2 separate regions of the Mus musculus genome follow, and region 1 is linked to region 2. A link is a contact called in public Hi-C data. All regions are on one chromosome and are shown on one strand. The core of a region is the stretch at or near the end of the contact, and the rest is flanking DNA. Distances in the headings are between cores, read along the strand shown. Region 1 has its middle 31 kb from the start of Tnfaip6. Region 2 holds the start of Nmi (N-myc (and STAT) interactor).

The links. Hi-C and Micro-C count contacts between places; a contact is called where the count stands out from the background.
Region 1: a Hi-C map of uterus shows a contact between it and region 2. The contact joins the enhancer-like site here to the promoter of Nmi in region 2. A contact is called at or near these places in 2 of 39 promoter capture datasets (embryonic stem cells and macrophages), 1 of 15 datasets of contacts at CTCF or cohesin (the NIH/3T3 cell line), 1 of 484 Hi-C or Micro-C datasets (uterus), 4 of 115 datasets of contacts at active chromatin or transcription factors (CD8 T cells, the SCID.adh cell line, bone marrow-derived macrophages and 1 more) and 1 of 9 other capture datasets (adipose tissue).

Annotation. Positions count from the first base shown.
Region 1 is chr2:52,005,246-52,008,891 of GRCm38.p6, forward strand. No RefSeq gene overlaps it. Among named protein-coding and RNA genes, the nearest start is that of Tnfaip6, 31 kb to the right of the region's middle. Within about 2 kb of position 1,371, at least 40 of the 459 cell types and tissues checked have an H3K27ac peak or open chromatin away from gene starts, as enhancers often do. A contact at or near this core is called in the NIH/3T3 cell line and uterus, where this site is marked.
Region 2 is chr2:51,971,207-51,975,425 of GRCm38.p6, forward strand. It overlaps Nmi (N-myc (and STAT) interactor), which reads right to left and starts at 2,002. Exons shown (of 9, transcript NM_001141949.1): 1 at 1,703-2,002; 2 at 1,382-1,421.

The DNA of each region.
Region 1 (3,646 bases), core at 121-2,620, 33 kb after region 2:
AAGGAAGCAGAAAGATCAGACTTAGGCCGGCCAACATGTAAGAATCTGGGAAAGTGGCCCCAGGGGCCACTCCCCCAATTAGGTCTGATAAAATATAGATTTAGCAAGTATTAACTCAAGAATACTGGAGGGGAGTGTGTGCTAGCCACAGGGAGGTTTGGAAGTGCCCTGCCACTGAGCTAGTTAAGCATATTAAAATATAAAGTGTAGAGGGGGAGAGGGAGAGGGAGAGAGCTATGTGTGTGTGTGTGTGTGTTTGTGTGTGTGTGTGTGTGTGTGTGTGTGTGTGTATTCAAGTTCCTATGTGTGAGCTCCATTGACTCTACAGAGGCAGAGTCTTTCATTGAAACTAGAGTTCACCCATTCCAATCAGTGCTGCACATTCCCTGTCTCTGCTTCCCAAGAGTCAGGGTTGCAGGCAGGTACCACCTCTGCCTGGCTTTTCTGTGGGTTCTGGGAATCTGGCCTCAAATCTTCACACTTGCACAGGAAAAGCAAGTGCTTGGCCCACTGGGGCATGCCCAAGCCCTGGTACTTATGAAATGCAAGATACTGCGGTCATGTACCCTTGCACATGGTGGGTGTCTTTGTGCGTTAGATTAAATTGCTGCCAACCTGTAGAGAACTCTTATTGTTGTCCATATAAAACACAGCTCTTACTTCAAAGGGAGCAGGAGTTTATTCTTGAGCCAAATATGTGTGACCACAGCTCCCCACCGGGAATACAGATTCAGTTTGCTCCAAATAGCATGTTCTAGTGTGGAAATCGTTTTTATGAAGTTTTTATAATTACAGGATAAAAGAAAGTCACAAACGAACACACTCTGCAAATGTATTGCAAGGGCGCGGGAGGTAGGCAGCTTACAACAGAATGGAGACATCTCCGCTACAGATTTCAGACTATGTAATGACAGCCTTAGCTTTTGGGTTCATGGAAACTAATGGCTTGTTAAAACATTCCAAAGGGTTAACCTGATAATCACAGGATGTTAGAAGTGATGTTAGAAGCCATTAAAGGGACTAAAGATTTGGGATCTGAATCTGCAACATTCCAACGCTACAATTACAAATGTCTTAACAGTTATCAGCCTGTAGGATCTTTAACAAAAGTGTGGCTTTTGTTCTTTTCCTTTTTATAGGAACTTCAGGTCACACTGTTAGACTGTAAAACTAATTATTTTGTTTAGCTGAATCTCTACAGGAATGGTATAAAAGTTGTTAGTCTGAAATTTTCACTTTGTGGTTATTTTATTGGACACTTTAGATTGTATCATTTTTTAGGGATTGCTCTCAGATATTACTAAACAATGGTCTTGGCATGTTAGACCAAGGGAAATCTGGATCTTGTTAGTGAGTCATTGCCTTTGGCCCTGGTAAGACAAACATGAGCTTCAGAGGCAGAGGGCCTTGCCCTGCTCGCACATTGTGAGCAGGACGGATGGTAAAGGCTGCTATTGTTTCCTTATTGTTTTAGGTTTATTTTTTAAAGACTTGTTGGACCTCTTTTTCCCATCCCAGGCTCCGGCCTCCTGTGGCACTTGCACACTGCCTTTCTAGGATGCATGGCAAGCTGTCTGAGCCTTTGTCTAAAAGGCAAAGGCTACCCATAGCATTAGGGATTGTTTCTCTCCTTCCACCACATGGGATCCAGGTTGCTGGGCTTGGTGGCAAATACCTTTACCTACTAAGCCATATCACTGACCCTAAGGGCAAGTCATTAGAAGGTTGGCAGAGCTGAGTGAGTCCATGAAACCAGATGGACAGACAGGCTTGAAAAATGGGAAATCTCAGGGAAGCTCAGGTCGCACAATAGCCAAGCCATCCAGGCAATGGTGGCTCACCTGTACAACAGGGACTCTGTCTCTGTGATAAACTTAAGCTCTATCTGTTTTCTCAAACTTCCGTCTTGTGCAGGGCAAAGTGTGGAAGAAAGTGTCAAATAGATGATGTGCCCCCAGGCTGGCTGTCCGCAGACTCTGAGACATTAAGAGCCTGTATTTGAGAGATTCTTCAAGAGGTTGAGAGTAGTGAAACAAAATGGCGGCCTGCATGGAGGCAGTGGTCAAGGGCAAAGCCCATGTCTCAATGGAGATATAGTATCAATATTGACTTATTGGAGGGGCTGTAGGAAGACCAGGCACAGTTTTTAAGTCAGCCTTGCTTTTTACATAAGATTACTTATTTCTTTCTAAGAATCCTGTATCTTCTGAGTCTCAAGTTATCAAATGATCTTGTTTTGTTAGCAACCAAGAGCCAAATGCTGGAGATGAAGATGCTCTAAAGCACAGAGAAAGCGGGGCTGATGCGGGGCGCCTGGTGCAGCACTTGGGAGGTTAACTTTCGCTGCAAACAGGTGAAGGCTGTGAGTTTTACAAACATATTCCTCCCCCCAAAATCCACTAACATGTCACAAACTGCTTATATTTTTAAAGATCTAAAATGAAGTTTTTGGAAGCTAGAAAGTAGGCATGGATGGCAAACCACCTTAGGAGCTAAGAAAGCAAAACGTTATCTCCATGGCTAGTCTGAGACAATGAAGACGCTTACGAGTTAACGTTGAGGAGTCAACAGCTCATAGATCCACGTGATATCTCTGATCAACTTATCTCTTGATATTTTGTAAATAGAAAGGAAGATTACCAAAAAAACAGCACTGAAACTATTTCCCAGAATGCAGTAGAGGCAGCAGGAAGCAAGGATGCCCATCCCCAGCTGCTGCCAGCTTCAACAAAGAAAACTGATTCCTAGGTGGGAAAAGCAGGATGGACAGGCCCTCGGGACCAACTAGCCACGAGAAAGAGGAGACCTAAATAAACAAAATCAGAGATGAGCTCGGAAACAGTATGAGAACAGAGAAATTCAGAACATCGTAAGGGAATATGGCCATGGTCCAGCGCAAGCCCATGCATGCAGGAGCATGTGGACCGGGTGATGGGAACTTGGGTAGGTGGGAAAAGGGGTGGATCTGGTTAGACCTGGAGGAGAGGTGAATATGATCAAAGTACATTCGACACACTTCCTCTTTTTTTTTTAAGATTTATTTATCTTTATAAGAGTAAACTGCAGCTGTCTTCAAACACACACTAGAAGAGGGCATCAGATTCCCATTACAGATGGTTGTGAGCCACCATGTGGTTGCTGGGAATTGAACTCAGGACCTTTGGAAGAGCAGTCAGTACTCTTAACCCCTTAGCCATCTCTCCAGCCCTGAACACATTTCTTAAAGAACCAATCTAAAAGAAATACATGGGTTTCTAGATTCATCTGAACCATCAATGTTAAAACAGGAAGAGGTCAACGACCTAAAGAGACCCATAATCAATACTACTGAAGCAGTAATAAAAATCTTCTGAAGAGAAAAGTCTCAGGCCAGACACATTCACAGCATAGATAGATAGATAGATAGATAGATAGATAGATAGATAGATAGATAGATAGATAGATAGATAGATATAGAGAATACCCCCAAACTCCTTTGATGAAACCAATCTACTGATACAAAGCACTCTCCTGCCAAGACTAGGTAAAAGCACAACAAAAGAAGATGATCAATGTCCCTATTGAATGCAGATGCAAATATTCTCAAATAAATACTTGCAAACTGCATGCAGGCAAACATCTAAAGTACCATCTGTCATGACCAAGA
Region 2 (4,219 bases), core at 752-3,251:
ACACACACACACACACACACACACACAATATGCAGATCATCCTGCATTGTGTGTGAAAACTTAACATGATCCAGAAGGCCCTCTAGAGTAAGAAGGGGATAACACCAGAGTTAGACTGAACACAGAAACATGATCAGAGAAGCAATGCTGGTCCTAACTTTGGAAATGGAGACGGAATGAGTTCATCCCGAGAGAGCTCCCAGAACAGAAGACAGCTCTGCTAGCCCTTTTACTTTATCCAGGGAGAGCCGCAGATGCCTACAACTGACACACAGACACACACAGACACACACGGGCACACACGGATACACACAGGCACACACAGGCACACACGGGCACACACAATCTAATTTTAAAATAGTACTAAAAGTAAGTATTTTTAAATTGAAAAGTGTGTACATGCACACACATGTATGCATAAGCCACCAAGGCCATGTAATTTATTATGGCAGTAAACTTAAAAAAAAATCATCTCATTTTCCTAGGGATACTTATATCGGGGGGGGGGTGCGGGGGGCGGGTACACAGAGTTCCTGGCAGCATAAAGAAGGAAGAAAATGGGCTGGAGAGATGACTCGGCGGTTAAGAGCACTGACTGCTCTTCCAGAGGTCCTGAGTTCAATTCCCAGCAACCACATGGTGGTTCACAACCACCTGTAATGGGATCCGATACCCTCTTCTGGTGTGTCTGAAGAGAGCTACAGAGTACTCATATACATTAAATTAAAAGAAAGGAAGGAAGGAAGAAATTATAATGTATCCATGTTGTATAGACCAGAAACAAGTCAAAAGATGGATACAATGTTAACAATTAAAAGATCCTAATTGAATTTCTTTTACAATCAGGGCACACTTGATTGAATAAATCGAGTAAGTGGTCTGTCTGAGTGTAGTGGCACAGGTCTGTAACAGGAGGATCAAGAGTTCAAAGCCAGCACAATGTAAATAGAAAGCAGTTGCCTCAAATGTTTTCACTGCTATGCAGAAGTTTGCTTTATAGGCAGAGAAGAAAGCTGAAAATGCAGAAACTGAACTGATTGGTTCACAGTTAAGTTCTCTGCAAGTCAGGGCCGGGGAGACCGGAACAGAATAACTGATTGGTGAATGTTCAAGAGCTTTTTGTGGGGAGTAAAGGAGAGGTGATTTCATTCTCTGGCCCAGTGGAACCTGCTGCTTTCCCTCTCTCCTGGCTGGACAGGACACAGGAAGTTTCCTTCGGGGCACACAAGGTAGCTCGGGTGCCTTTGGAGCAGGAGTCCTCTTAACCCAAACCAGTGCCCGCTAGAACTTACATTGAATATTCTCCTTTCAACATCTCCTTCCAAAAACAACAACAACAACAACAACAACAACAACAACAACAACAACAACAACAACTTACATATTCTGAAAAAGTGAGGCAGGACTACAGAACTCAGCACCTGCCAAAGAAATACAAATAATAGTCTTCCTGAGAAATCCATTTTTCTAAGAACCTTCTGGAGCCAGTCCCAATGACTGTAAGTTTCCTTTTCCCAGGAAGGGAAGCAACCCATGGCCGGAGCGCCTGGAGCGGGCGAGTCTCCAGGCAGCGCACTGGGGACCCAGACCCCGAGTCGCGGCGCTGGAAGCCGCCGCCCACCGCGCGCCGGGTGGAGCATCCCTGAGCGCGGGTGGTGGGACCGCAGGGACGCGGCGGACCGAGGATGGATCAAGCACTCACCCGCTCGCTGCGCAGCTCCCGGAAGCCGGTGCCTTAGAACTGAACTCTACCTCGAAAACACTAACCTGGCTTCAGCGACGAGCAGCGCTCAGTCCCAGGCCTTACTTTCACTTTCGGTTATTAGAAACAGGATGCTTCTGCTCCATGCCCTGAGGACTTCGTCCAGGGCGCCATTGCTGCTGTCTCTTATTATTGGCAGTAACTCCGAGACCTGCTTAGAAAAGCTTATTTATGTGCATTATGCGGAACACGCTGTTGAAAAGCTGGATGGAAACCAGAGCTCTCTATGCAAATCCTCTCTCTGTAACTTTTTAGACGGTTATAAAGTTTGACACAAGCACAAGATAAACCAGGAAGCTGAGAAAGCTGCTTCCTGGGTTGGATTTTATGACCCTTGAAAGTTTTCTTCTAAGCTTTGTTTTTGTTGTGAAGATTTTGTAAACAAACACATCGCTAGATGTGAACTTTTCCTTTGCTAGAAAAATAGCTGGCTTCCGTCAAGAACGGCAGTGTTCCCTAATCCTACATCAAGAACTGGTTACTCCACAGCTAGGCAGCACATGAGCACAGAGCTGTGGAAGACAGCAAAGAGCTATCAGGGCCTCCCTTCTACATGGTGGCGCTCTATATCTGTGCATACTAACTAACGGCTCGGAATAAAATGATGCACTTGGCAGAAGCAAAATTCTTTCCATCAAGAACAGTGATGGAGCCGGGCAGTGGTGGCGCACGCCTTTAATCTCAGCACTTGGGAGGCAGAGTCAGGTGAATTTCTGAGTTCGAGGCCAGCCTGGTCTTAAGAGTGAGTTCCAGGACAGCCAGGGCTATGCAGAGAAACCCTGTCTTAAAAAAAAAAAAAAAAAAAAGTGATGGGGCCCCTAGTTGGTAGCAGGATCTCTGTGAGTTGAAGGTTGAAGGCCAGAGTTCCAGAACAGCTAAGGCTACACAGAGAGACCTTGTCTGGGTAGGATGTGGACACGGGGAGGGGGGTGGGGGTGGTGAAGGCAGTGATAGGACCTACTTTTCAGTGACACCAGAGCCACATAGTAAGACCCTGTCTTTTAAAACAGGTTAAGGGTTTCTTTTGAGTTGTCAGCCCAATTAGAAAGAACAAACACTCAGTGAGTGGTGCACTGGATAAGGAATGGGGCTATCCGGACGTAATACACAGGGGTGGGTTTCCCCTTCGGAAAGGAGATGGGGAAGGGCTGAGAAGATGTGAGAGGGTGGGACTGGGAGGAGAGGAAGAGTTGATGTTGGGATATAAAGTGAATAAACAAATTACTTATTTTAAAAAAGAAACAAGTGGGGGCCTAGCAAACACAGAAGTGGATGCTCACAGTCAGCTATTGAATGGATCACAGGGCCCCCAATGGAGGAACTAGAGAAAGCACCCAAGGAACTAAAGGGAACTACAACCCTATAGGTGGAACAACAATATGAACTAAGCAGTACCCCGGAGCTCTTGTCTCTAGCTGCATATGTATCAAAGGATGGCCTAGTCGGCCATCACTGGAAAGAGAGGCCCATTGGACTTGCAAACTTTATATGCCCCAGTACAGGGGAACGCCAGGGCCAGGAGGGGGGAGTGGGTGGGTAGGGGAGTGGGGGGGGGTGGGTATGGGGGACTTTTGGGATAGCATTGGAAATGTAAATGAGGAAAATACCTAATTAAAAAAATTTTTAAAAAAAGAAAGAAAGAAGTGGTCTGAGTATTACTTAGGTTTTCTTCTGAATTTGAGCAGGACCATGAATATGTCAATTAAAACTCATAAGAAGTCATTGATTTGGACTGAGTTCCAGAGCAAAAGCGAAGTCACTTATGCTGAAATCCCAGGTTGCCAAAAAGAAAGTTATTGTTCCGAGAAATCAGCTGAGAAGTCACAGCCAAGTCCCTAAGCAAACCAGTTCTACACGGCAGAATAATAGCTTTAACCTTTACAACACAAGATCTTTAAAACGGCCTTTGGGGTGCTAGAGAGATCACTTAGTGATTAAAGGCACTCGTTTCTGTTGCAGAGACACTAGGTTCTATTCCCAGCTCCACACAGCCTGCTGTCACTTCTGTTCCAGAAAATGAATGCCCTCTGTGGCTTCTGTGGGCAGACTAGAGATGCAGATACATGAAGACAAAACACAAACCCATTAAATAAAAATAAATCTAAAAATGTGTTTTTTAACAGCATGCTTGGGTGTTTTTGGGGGGTACATTCTTCAGCCACCCCCTTGCTTTTTTGATCTATGAAACAAGTATCTGCCCAACTTGTCAGACTCTGATTCTAGAATCACAAAAAGTCAACTTGGTTTTTAAACTAAAATAGTTGTAATTTTTGTCTTTGGACAAAAAATGAGTTATTTAGTAAATTTTTCATCCTGTCCTTATCCTTGTTTTGGAAGGAGATATATACTAGGAGGCATAAGAATGACCACAAAGATCTAATCTGATGTAGACTTAAGGAGAAGCTAAGGGATGGGTGGGGAGGAGACTTTGAGACACAACCATCCTTTGCTTTTGTC